2 separate regions of the Mus musculus genome follow, and region 2 is linked to region 1. A link is a contact called in public promoter capture Hi-C data. All regions are on one chromosome and are shown on one strand. Each heading gives the region's core, a stretch centred on a gene start, on an enhancer-like site or on the middle of the called end of the contact. The rest is flanking DNA. Distances are from core to core; before and after follow the strand shown. Region 1 holds the start of D130079A08Rik (RIKEN cDNA D130079A08 gene). Region 2 holds the start of Sox21 (SRY (sex determining region Y)-box 21).

Region 1 (6,318 bases), core at 2,855-5,354:
AACAAAACAAAACAAATAACCCACACCAAACAGAAAGCCTCAACCAAACTTTAAAATCACGCAAGAGGGGGAGGCAGGGGAGGCAGTGGGAGTGAAAGGATGAGTTTTAGGGTTTTGTTTTGGTGTTTGTTTGTTTGTTTGTTTGTTTTTCCTGAATGAGAATTCAGTTTCAGATAGGTCATGGGAACTGGTGCTCTGAGGAAGGTAACTTACTCGTCCATTTTATCAAAGTTTTAATTTTATCTGCAGAAGCTTTTAAGCCACTTCGTTGGTTTCAGAGTGGTGATGGTAAGCTGTAAACAACCAGGCACCTGCAAAGTATTTAAGTTGAAGGTCAGGGATTCAGGCATCGAGAGGTTTGAATGTGCTGTTCTACTCGAAAAACACATCTAAAAAAAAAAAAAAAAAACAAAAAACAAAAAACAAAAAACGTTGTAACTAAAGGACTTTTCGTTGGCAGTTAATGAATTAGAAAAGTATCCTATGATCTGCCCCAACAACTTGTCAAATGCTTCACTTCATTTAGAACATTCTGCATACCACCTATTGCTTCACATTGACAAGAGGTGTTCTATTTCTTTCTCTTTTTTCTTTTTCTTTTGGTGACCTGGAACTAGATCAAATGCCAAATGTACAAACTTTCTTAATAGTTGGGACTATATCCTCTGAAGTCATCCTATTTTAGCTAAATCTTTTTAACTTCACCGGCATATCTGTGAAAGAAAAGTGTTCAGAAAAGAATAGTACATTTTAAAAAGGTGTGATTTTAAAACAGTTGTTAATATTTTAAAAAGCACTAGAGGTATTTTTAAAAATAGATCTCTTCCATCAAAATTGATTTGTTTCTGTTATTGACTTGAGATATCATCAGAGTTTCTAATAAAATACATTTGTAAAAGAACACATTATTTTATAGAAAAGTATGACCAGATTTCATTGTTGGAGATCCAGGGATGAACAAATAAAAAGATTTACAAAGGTTGTTTTTCTAATAATCTGCTCAAACAGAAATGTTGCAGGCAAATACATTTGTATTATATAATAATGGATAATGTATGTATTAAGAATTTAAGCATTTGTTTTGTACTAAGTAAATCCTTGCCCAGTACAAAAAAAAAAAGACTATTATGTTAATAAAACATCATGAAAACGCATCGCTTTGCAGGGTTTCCTATTTTATGTAGTAGGAAACTGTGCAAAATTAAAAAAAAAAAAAAGTTTTGCTTTCTAGTGAGTGGATGTGTTCAGGCCAGGAAGGACTGAGCGAGCTCCTGTTAGACTCCTTTAGCTGTCAACTCACAGAAAATGTTAAAAGGAGACTCCTCAAGAGAAGGCAATGATTTGCTGATCTGTGGTAGTTAGGCTTTTTCAAGTTCTCTGGTTCAGAAAGTCGGGAAAATTTCCTCCCACAGCTGCTAATTTGTGGAAATAAAATGTGTGAGTCTGAACTCCTCTAAAGAACAGAAGTTTCAGAAGGTAGGGGAACTGGGCTCTGATTCTGTGATAGACTCTTTAGACACACAAGAGCAGAATAAGAAAGGGAAAACGAAAAATATGCGTTGAGTGCACTCACCACAGAAATGCTACCTTCCTCTCAAAACTGCTTTCTGAACTCTATGGGATTCTGCTTTTTCTGTAGGTCTAAGAAAGGATGTCACCAGCATCCATCAGCTAGCTTCGGGATAGACTTTTGTCTAATTCGTGTTTTTAAATTATTCTCAACTTCAGTTATAAGCTGTATAATAAACAGTAGGCACCCACTGCAGTGATTGTATCGGTTTTTACTTTCTTGTGACACTAAGATTGCTTGGGTCTGGTTCTTACATTTAGCCTCTCAGAACGAGGACCCAGATCAACACTGTTGGTAAGTTCCTGCCCCAAGATTCATCTTTGTTTTCTGGGCTTTTGGACTTGAATGTTACCTGGGCTGATACCCACATTCTATCTTTCAAGTGGGTGGGCTTTCCTTATTTGGTGCTTTGAGTTTAAATAGGAGCCTTTGACTGGCTAAAACTGGTGTTCCCAACCTTATTCTAAGGGTCTTGATGGCCAGAGGGGAAGTGACAACCACAATTATACTAGATAATGTTCTGCCCTCGCCATCACCACTACAACAGTTTTAGCCACACCAGAGGAGCCACACAATCCTCGTGGGCTGTTTTAAAGGAGGCCACCCGCTTAATTGAAAAAAAAAAAAAAAAACCCAAAGCAGCCGAAATCAAGTTCTCGCGGGGCCCTCTCTTTCACCTGCGAGATAAGCCTTGTCGCAATAATTACGTTATTTAATATTTGATCAAACCTTCGCGCCTGTGCGACTTCAAGTGCGCAACTCGGGCCGTAGTCCAGCCGGGCACGTGCGACGCGGACGCGCGGCCACCCCACTCGGGTTGCCTTGCCCTCTGAATAATTCATGGACTGAGGGTTCTGGAAATTAATAAAATGAATGATAACAAGAAGCTAATTAAAAACTTTCTTAATTGTTGTCAAGTCAGCTTGATGGGAAACAGCCCTGGGTGACTCCATCCCTGAAAACCGCAGGCTGCGGAGGGTGGCGCTGGCTGTCCGAGCACTCCTCTGACTCTGTGATTACGGGAGCAACTCCTGGGCTCCCTGCTTCCCGCAGCCGCCCTTTTGTAACCCACCCACCCCACCCGCCTAACTTTTCACGACAGGGAGGGAGGATGGCGTGTGCAGGCCCAAACCAGAGTAACTGGGTCGTGTATTCAGCTACCAGGGGTGCACCCCCCACACACACACACACGCCCGAGCTTCTTGCTGGGGACCCCTGGCCCCTAGGTTCCTAGTCGCCAGACAACCAGCATTTTCCCGGTCAGGGGCAGCATACAGCCAGGCAAGAGTAGATGCGAGCGGGTTAAGAGCCCAAGGCTAGGGCATCCCGCGCGCGTGCGCACTGGTAGCCACCGAGCTCAGACCGTGGTGGGGGCGAGTCCGAGCGGACTGAGTGCGTGGAGCGTGGCGGGGGGGTGGGGGATGGGGGGGGGAAAGGGAGGGAGCAGAGCCCGCACATGCGCACTGAGCGCGACTTGGGGGAGTCAGCTGCAGTTCCCGGTTTCAAAAATTAGGCGCTGTCAGAGGTCGAGTTCCTCTCCTAAGTGCCTTTGAGATCAGTTTGAGTGAAAAGGGAAGAAGACGCAAATCTCATATTAGTTAAAAATTCTCTTTTTACATCCCAACTTGCCTAAGTCAAAAGTCAGTTAACGGATGCAGAAGTTTCAAATTTGGTTTTGCAGGTTTAATTTTTATTTTATTTTTTATTTTAATTTTTTGTTTATTTTCAAAAGAATTGGATGAATACGACCTAGGCTTTTGCTTTGTTGTTAAGATGCAATACCCCGCGAACTGATTAGACTAGAGAGGATTTATATCTGGACGAAAGGATTGGGGTGCTGCAAAGCCCTCGTGTTCTCCCTCAGATCGTCCCCCTCCCCCGGTGGAATGGGGAAGAGCGTCCCAGTCTGCTCTGAGGGAGGTGGCTAGGAACAAATTGAAGGGGTGAAGGGAAGCGGAAGGGACTGGCAGAGAGCTTGATGAAGACTTGGCAAAGAGGGTGGATGGAGAGAAAAGAGACCGCGCATTTATCGAGTAAAACGAATTGCAAGCATAAGTTTGTTTAATAACTCCGACGCCTAGCCTCAGCACAGCACAATGTATACAAACTTCTATAGACGAGAATCGGAATAAAACAAAACGTTGACAATTTCCAACCGCGGAAAATCACTTGCACAGGTCTCTTCTCTCCCTCCCGCCCCTGCCAAGTGTTGACAATAAACATTTAATGAAGGCAGAGACCTGGCCGTCTCCAGACAGTGTCAGAATACTTTCAGCAGACCATTAGCACGGCTTCTTCTACTTCAAACATCGCGTGGCACACCCTTACATTATTAAAAAAAAATACAACGTGTGAGATAAATAATCCGTTCACAAAGCTATCTTAAGTGGTCTGCAGGAGTTCTGACGCCCCTGTACTTACTAACAGAAAGTAACTCATTGTAGATTACTCGCGCTTAAAAATGTTAAATACAGTTAATGCAATATTAATCGCCCTTTGGTGATATAAAATGCAATATTTTCAGGCAGCTATTGAGCTTTTCCAGAGGAAGGGCTGATGAGAAGAGTCGCAGCTGAATAGTGAGAGAAAAAGCCTGGTATTTATTGCTTTTGTTTGGCTTTTGGCTACAGAGACAGGAACCTTCTAATGGGGTAAGGACATTTATTTTATCTGCAATCTATTGCTGAGAGAGCAGGGGCGGCAGATGGGGCTGGTGCGATATTCACAGTGTAATTTAGAGCAAATCCTAATAACTAATAATGATTTATGTTAATTTTGATCATCTCTGCGACTTTATCAAATCGTTGCGATGAAAGAAAGAAAAAGAAAGAGAAGCTAAATGTGCAGAGGGCTCTGAGGCTCACGGGTTTGGGAGCTCGCGTCCTGGGCTCTGCAGAATCTTAAAATGCATTCTGTTTTAGCAATGGAAATGTAGGAATTTGAAAAGGCAGGTAGGTAGGGTGCCTTTGACGAGGTACAGAGATGTTTGGATCAGGCTTATCTTTCTTGTCAAATCTACTTAAAATGTGTAGCCTTTCAGCGGCAAGCGCTTTTTATCTGTTTTCACTAAAACCGAATACGTTTTGGTTGTTTTGTTTGCCTACATTTAAACTAAACTTAAAAAAAAAATCCTCATGTTGGGTGCAGAGGGGCGGGGGCGGGAGCTATCTTGGGACTGGGAAAGCAGGGAACAAATGTAAGTTAATAGAGTCTTCCGAATGGGTAATCTTAATGTCTAGGTTCCAAGTGAGTTTAAGCTCGGCCAGCAATCTCTTGGCGCACACTGCCACTCCTCTTGAAGAAGTTCTTTTACTGGTTCCTTGAGTCCACTGCCAACTAACTCCTAATCTTTACCTTCCATCTGACACATGTTTGCCAGCATCAACTTAGGGAAACCAATTTCGGCCTTTACCACCCATCTCTACCTCCTTCCAAGAAATTCCCAGGCTTTTAAACTTAAACCGGTCTCTTCTCTCTTGACTTCCTTTGGTAAAGTGGCACACGAATAGAACTCCCAGGGGCTTCCAATTGAAACCCGGTTTTGCACTGAAATCCGGACTATTTTCGGCTAGAGTCCCAGCAGTTTTGAAAGGAAGGGCGCAGCCTCGCTCCTGGCAGTTTACTTCTCACTTACCTTTTGTGGGTTTTAACGCCTCGGGGCTATAGTTTGAAAGTAAAACAGCTTCAAAGCATCGCCTTATTAGCTCTGTATTTGAGGAATCCAGAGATGAAAACTACCTAAAAGGTTTAATAGGGCGGAACAGTATTTATTTGCCAAGCAAACAGCCAGAATATAGTTCAAAAGGGGCGCAGTGGCTTCTCAGCGGGAGGCTGGAAGGGCGAGAACGTGGGCAAAGCGAATTTCAAGCTTCAGTTCTGAGGTTAAAGTGAATCAAGTAAGCTCGGAATGAGATGGATCTTTTGATTTTTTTTTTTAACATTATCTCTCGCGCCCAACATTTATATATTCGGACATATACTCACAGGGTTTCTTCTGCCTTCCGAGTTGTTGTCAAGACTTTTGGTTTGTTAGTAAACTTTGATATTTTGCTTAGGAAGATGGGCCAACATCTCTCTAAGGATTTTATTTACTAATATATTTAAAATACAAACACACTCTTTAAAGTTAAATTTTCATTATTTTTCTTCCCGATTTTCTTTTTAAATGCTACAGATGTAAACTGCATTTGATTTCTTCTACTAGGAAAAAAAAAATCAAGCCACAAGATTCAGAATAAAATCTCCCTTTAAATTATGCTGTTTGGGTTTTGCTTTTGAAGAATATCTGTCAGTAACTGCACTGGTACTTTACTGCCAGGTTCTGGATATAAAGAAGACTTTAAGCAAAATAAATCTTTAAACAAAATAAATCCATGCAGCTGACATTAGCTGTTTGCTGATGTGATGCGGAGGAGCAGTGGCTGTCTGTGAGCTTGAAGCAGAGCCTCCACGTGCAGATCCATATACAAACAGATGTAAGCACAGTGGTTTGGTTTTTTTCTCCCCCTGATTGTTGCTGAATGTAACTGAATCTTATTTCTAAATTTCATTCAATTCCGTCTCAGTGTTTCAGCACCAGAAGCCAGTCCCCTAAAGTGGAAGAGTGGTACATTATTGAAACTCTCTATCAAACAGCTCTGGGTGCAGCCTTTCTGCAAATGCTGGCTCTCAATGAGGTCTGGCTGTCTGAGTGCACATAAGCCCCTAATATGTTAATGGCCGTAGGGGATGCCTAAGGTACTATCTCA
Region 2 (6,318 bases), core at 2,852-5,351, about 14 Mb before region 1:
ACCGGTTGGTTCATATTGTTGTTCCTCCTATGGGGCTGCAAACCCCTTCTGCTCCTTGGGTACTTTCTCTAGCTCCTTCATTGGAGACCCTGTGCTCTGCCCAGTGGATGGCTGTAAGCATCCACTTCTGTGTTTGTCAGGCACTGGCAGAGCCTCTCAGGAGAGAGCTACATCGGGCTGTGAAGATGGACCCTCAGAGGACCGGCCCTAAGTCAGTCACAGGAATGCAGGAGGGTCTGCACACTGAGTCACCCAGCAGTGACTGCGCAGCTGATGTCCTTCTGTTGCCTGCCATAGGACGACTACTGAGGAATCACCTACTCTAAGGCGCCTTTCCAATCCATAAACTGGGGTGTGACTCTTACTCTATAGTACTTCTCAAAAAGCGCAGAGAGGGCTAAGAACTAAGTCCTAGCAGCTGGGAAATAAGAAAACTACTCTCTGAATGAACCCCAAGGCATCCACAGACAGGTCCCCAGTCAGAAGGAAGGGCATCCAGGAGGAATCCTCTCAGATTTGTTCTTCTCCTAATAAACAGACCGCGCTGCTGATGTAACTGATGAGTGGCCCCGCCCTGCCAACGTCACGAGTCACATGACAGGATTGTGGTTCTGGATTTGCCTCAGCCTAGCAACCAACCCTCAACCCTCCCCATCTACCCCCTTAAAAGCACTTATCTACAGAGATTAAAGCTTTCTGCTATTTTTGCAGGGTTCTTGAAGCTTAAAATTGGGATTTTGTGCAACTGCCTCTCTTAAATTTAGAAAGGTTTTCCTGGCGGGGGTAGGGCTGAGGGCCTTGGGTGGGGCCGAAGAGTCAGAAAGAGACAATTTTGGTGTTTCTAGTGTAGTCATTAGGGAAAGCTCTTCTAGCCAGTGCCAACCTCCTTGTACAACCTCATCAGTACAACCTTAGCTTTGTAAGCACAGCAGAAACGATGAAAATCGGGGACTGAAATCTCAAAATGATACGAAAGCCTATATTTGTACCCTCTGATGTAACTCACTTTTCTTGCCTGTTTAATCCATTTGGAACCTGTATCGCCCTGCCCCCCCCCCCCCCCCCGTAGGATAAAAGACTGGGAAAGCAGAGCTGTCACTAAAGCCTAAATAAGGTTGGCTGCTGTCATCATTCCCTTCTTAGCAGGTCAAACAAGCTGCATTGCATTTCGAGCGAAAGATGACTCTTTCCTAGCACCTGCTGAAGAGCTGGACCCCAAGGTTCTCTTAAGGATAGTTTTAGACGCCCCGATTCCACGTGGATCCCACCATGAGGCTTGGCCTCTAAGTGTTGAAAGTATCCTGAAGGTTGGGTTCCTGAAACCTGTAGATTAAAATATCATACAGAGTGAGGATGGAGCAAAAGGAAAGGAGAGGAGGAGATGGAGGAGGAAGAAGCAGGAGGAGGAAGTGGGGAGGAGAACGTTGAAAAGATGGGGGGGGGGAGGGGGAGGCGTCTAGGTTCACACTGGGACCTGGACCTCCCTATGCCTTTGAGAAGAAGAAAGTGGATCTGCCTGGTTTGATGCTGCCAGGTACTTTTCGACTCCTGCCAGCATCATTGCTGCCTCCTAGTGAAGCTTTCGGGACTGGGAAAGGAGAGCAATTATGAAGGAGGCTATGAGGCGGGGGAGGGCAGTATCAGGACACCCACAGACTTTCCATGCAAGTCTGCTCTGTTTCCCACTGGATACTTCTGTGGCTCGGGCACTACCGTGTCCCTAAAGAAAGCAGAGTCTCCTGGTGAAACTAACCAGGTGGTCTGCTCTCTGCGTGCTTCCTAAGAGTCGACAGGACCCATCGCACTGACAAGTCTCTATCATTTCCTTGTCTTTTACCTATTCCTCATATGGGCCATTCCCTTTCCTATAACCTACATATTCATCATTCAGAAGGGACTGCACCCTAGTTGTTTAAGCATGTGCCATTCTACCGATCTGAACATAACAGGGGAGCAAATGAAAACTGAATTTACATTTGCACACACACACACACACACACACACACACACACACACACACACACACACACACAAAGGTTTGGGGCTTTCCCTTATTAAAAGCTCTGCTGGGCTCATGCCAGAGGGGTCTGGAGGTTGATGGGTAACAGGGAAACTATTTTCTTTTATCTCACAATTATTGAGGATGCTCTTTTCTTCAGATGTGAAGGTCTCAGGACAAGAATACTGACCCCCCACCCCCCCAAAAATCCAGAAGTGATAAACCAAAGCATCGCCCATTTTGAACTGTGCTAAGTTTTGTTTCATGAACACAGGTCGCACACACAATTATTTTCTTTTTATGATGTCTCTGCTTTCTACTGAGTTTTCTAACTTGGCTCACTTGCTAAAAGGGCAATGTTACATAGTTTATACTGGGGTTATTCACAAAAGTTTTATGTATTTGATTTTTGACAACTTATAGCATACATAAGCATAGATTTCAGTCATATATACAAACATTTCTATGCAATCATAATTTATTGCATGTTTATAAGATAAATTTGAAGCGCATAAATTATTTAAATTACCAACATAAATTGATTTCTTCAGCCTTCAATCTTTTTATGTCAAGATAATTTTCATTACTAGACTCAACTTTATTCAGAATTAGTGAATAACAGTTTTCATATATTGTGTTCCCATATATATGTTCTTTGTGTGACAGTGGGTAATATTTTGTCTCAAAACTATTATGCAAGTTGGTAGGTTGAAAGCTCAGAGACAGTAATTTTGTAGTTTATCATCATGAAACAGTGTATTTAATATCCTAGTCTATGTAATTACACTTGCCAGAGTCTTAGCATCGCACCACCCAGAGTCTGAATGACAGTGTCTACAAAAGTGAGGTAAAGAATTATGATTCTAGAGGAATCAGTTCAATTGTTTTAGCAACAGGAGAGCAAAAACAATACAAAATAAGCATTTACAAACATGACAGCTAAGGAAAACAGAAACCCACTTAACATGCCACTGCTGACTGGCATGTCTGTTATCACAACAAACATTTCAAAAGCCATCGCCTTCTTCAATTTAAATGAGCAACAAAACAAGCCCAATTCTTAAATAAATAGGAGTGCAAACCAATTCATGTTAATGCCCTGATTACAAATCAATGGTTCAAAGGTCCCGTGTGTGTACAAACTGGACATAAATTGCAAAAAGACATTTTAAAAAAAGCTAACCGTGTATACGAATGTGTTACTTGCAAACAGCCAAAGGAAGACAAGTAATCTGCCTGAAACACAAAGTCCCTGAGGAGGGGGGTTCCCCAGGAATATTCGGGGGTGCTATTTGATTTTTGATTGTGTATAGCGTCAATTATAATAGCTCTAACTACCAAGCAAGAAAACTGGCTCAACAGCATAAAAACTGTCAGAGTAGAACATTTTTAAAATTTTTATTTAGAGAAATGATTTATGCTTTTGATTTGAAGCAGCTTTGCCCTATCGTTGAGAGACTGCAAACGTTAAAGAAACAACACAGAGATAGCTCTGACGACCAGAATTAAAAGAAGGCAAAACAAGACAGAAGACAACTGTTTAAAAAAGCTGTGTATTCAGAAGGGGATGCGGGCTCAACCTAGGCTCATTCCTTTTCCAAAGGCTTGCCAAAAATGTTCTGTCCATCCTGGGCTACTTTCCACTCCACTACCTCTGAGTGCAACCATGAGGCAAGAAACTGCCGGAGGCGTCTGTTGCGAGTCACACCTGGCCCTCCAAGGAAAATGAGTACTTTCTTGCCATTCGGAACAGTCTCAAACACTTTCAAAGACTCTTCCCCCACTCCCACCCCCAGGCTCAACCCTCTTCCTCGCCAGTTTCTGAAGCTCTTTTCCTCTGGTGTACCGCTTTCATCCTCCCGGAAGAGCAGCCAGCAGAGCACCAGCAGCGCTGGGCAGAACAGGGGAGCCGCCGGCGACACCAAGCTCCAAACAGTGCGCAGACTCCGCGGCGCGCGGCGGACACTCCACTCGCCTAAACCTGCACTCAAAGTGAAAAAAGAGTAGGAGGAGGAGTGTTGGGAGGGGGGACGGGAGGAGGCTCCGCTGGTCCCTCCTCCCTCCTGGACTCCCCGGCTCCTCCTCCGCACTCCCAGGATATACACACACACTCACACACGGCCGCGGCTGGACATGCACACCCAGCGCCCGCTGCCGGCGCCAACACTCGCAGGTGGCGACACTCACCTGAGCCGGGCTGCAGTCGCCTCGGAAGCGGCGGAGCGAAAGCCTGGGCCCGGAGCTGGGAAAGCAGGAGCAGCCCCAGAGCAGACCTGCGATCTGAGGTGATATAGCACGTTTTCTTTAATCCCCGTCCTCCTCCAGGACCTGGATCCCTGCATCCTTCCAGCCTGCGGCGCCCGGAGTAGCCGGGACCCAGGGGCTCGCGGGCGCGGCACCCACGCGGGCGCACGCTCGGAGGCGCGCTCACCGAGAGGGGCGCGGCTGAGCCCGGGCCGGAAACTTGGGAGAAGTTAGTTGCAAGTGTCTGGCTGCTGCGACCGGAGCTGGGAGAAGGCGCCCGGGCCTGGCCGGCCGCGCCGCACCGAGCAGCCCTCCGCTTCTGGAGTGCTCCGGGAGCCCGAGACCTTCAGTGCGCCCGGGGAAGCTGGGAGCCAGCGGAGCAAGCATGGCCCCGGGGACAGCCTGCAGCAGCGAGTCGGAGAACCCGGACAGTCTCCACTGAGGCCCGGCGACTCAGGCTAACTCAAAACCTCAGCCCGCCTCCTTCCTCTCCTCTCCTGTGCCAAAGCCCGGCAGCAAGATTCTCCAGGCAGGTGCCCGGGGACAGCGTCAGCCCTCAGCAGAACTACAGGATTGGGGGTTCCATCAGCGCGCCCTGACCCCGACACAGAAGACGGGCCGCTGCAGTGTTTGTGTTTCTGTCCGCCGCCCTGCTCTGCGCGCCCCGACCCTACCCCTCCTCTTCCTCTTCGCGGCCACCCCTCCCCCACTCCCATCTGCTTCTGTCAAATGAGAAAGTCACCGGGGAGAACCCAAACACTCCAGCCGCCGAGAGCCCCCTTTGGCACTTGGCAGCACGCGGCGGCGGGCTTCTCGGCTCAACTTGGTGGATCCTCCGCCGCTCAACTTTCGGGGCTGCTTGGCTTTTAAGGCGCTGAAGACAGAGGAGAGGGGAGAGCAGAACCAGGCAGCGGCCACCTGCAGGGAGTTGGCGAGCCAAAGCAACGGGACAGAGGACAAAAAAGCAGAGGGCAGAGTGACACCGCGGAGTGGGGACACCGAGGAGAAGTTTCAGGGTCCCGGAGAGGATTTTTTCTTAGAGCTCGACCAGACAGACCAAAGCGGTCCGGGACGCAGCGCCCCGACCCAGGGCTGGTCGTCTGGTCCTCTCTTCCCGCGCGGGAACGACGCGGGGACGCACGGCCGCCCGCTGAGCCGGTTCCCTCTGGCAGCCAACATTGATTTCCTCCGGGCGGAGGCCGAGGGCCCCGGTGGCGGCGGCGGCGGGCTGCAGCCGCGGCACGGCGACAGCATGTCCAAGCCTGTGGACCACGTCAAGCGGCCCATGAACGCCTTCATGGTGTGGTCGCGGGCTCAGCGGCGGAAGATGGCCCAGGAGAACCCTAAGATGCACAACTCGGAGATCAGCAAGCGCCTGGGCGCCGAGTGGAAGCTGCTCACCGAGTCGGAGAAGCGGCCGTTCATCGACGAGGCGAAGCGCCTGCGAGCCATGCACATGAAGGAGCATCCCGACTACAAGTACCGGCCGCGGCGCAAGCCCAAGACGCTGCTCAAAAAGGACAAGTTCGCCTTCCCCGTGCCCTACGGCCTGGGCAGCGTGGCGGACGCCGAGCACCCGGCGCTCAAGGCGGGAGCCGGGCTGCACGCGGGCGCGGGCGGCGGCCTGGTCCCCGAGTCTCTGCTCGCGAACCCCGAGAAGGCGGCCGCCGCAGCTGCCGCCGCCGCCGCGCGCGTCTTCTTCCCGCAGTCTGCGGCCGCTGCCGCCGCCGCCGCTGCCGCCGCCGCCGCTGGCAGCCCCTACTCACTGCTCGACCTGGGCTCCAAGATGGCAGAGATCTCGTCGTCGTCGTCCGGCCTGCCGTACGCGTCGTCGCTGGGGTACCCCACGGCGGGTGCGGGCGCCTTCCACGGGGCGGCCGCGGCGGCTGCTGCGGCCGCGGCGGCCGCCGGAGGGCACACGCACTCGCACCCCAGTCCCGGCAACCCCGGCTACATGATCCCGTGCAACTGCAGCGCGTGGCCCAGCCCGGGGCTGCAGCCGCCGCTCGCCTACATCCTGCTGCCAGGCATGGGCAAGCCTCAGCTGGACCCCTACCCCGCGGCCTACGCTGCCG

Evidence for each region. Promoter capture Hi-C pulls out the DNA fragments that hold promoters and counts their contacts.
Region 2: a promoter capture Hi-C map of hippocampal neurons shows a contact between it and region 1, with 12 times the contacts expected there. The contact joins the promoter of Sox21 here to the promoter of D130079A08Rik in region 1. A contact is called at or near these places in 4 of 39 promoter capture datasets (cranial neural crest, frontonasal cranial neural crest, hippocampal neurons and 1 more) and 3 of 484 Hi-C or Micro-C datasets (cerebellum and embryonic stem cells).

The regions. Positions count from the first base shown.
Region 1 is chr14:104,457,122-104,463,439 of GRCm38.p6, reverse strand. It overlaps D130079A08Rik (RIKEN cDNA D130079A08 gene), which reads left to right and starts at 4,104. Exons shown (of 5, transcript NR_168067.1): 1 at 4,104-4,221. It overlaps Pou4f1 (POU domain, class 4, transcription factor 1), which reads left to right. Exons shown (of 3, transcript NM_011143.4): 3 at 1-1,120.
Region 2 is chr14:118,234,813-118,241,130 of GRCm38.p6, reverse strand. Sox21 (SRY (sex determining region Y)-box 21) reads left to right here and starts at 4,101. Exons shown (of 1, transcript NM_177753.3): 1 at 4,101-6,318. The coding sequence starts at 5,496. Gm4675 (predicted gene 4675) reads right to left here and starts at 4,899. Exons shown (of 3, transcript NR_131969.1): 1 at 4,187-4,899.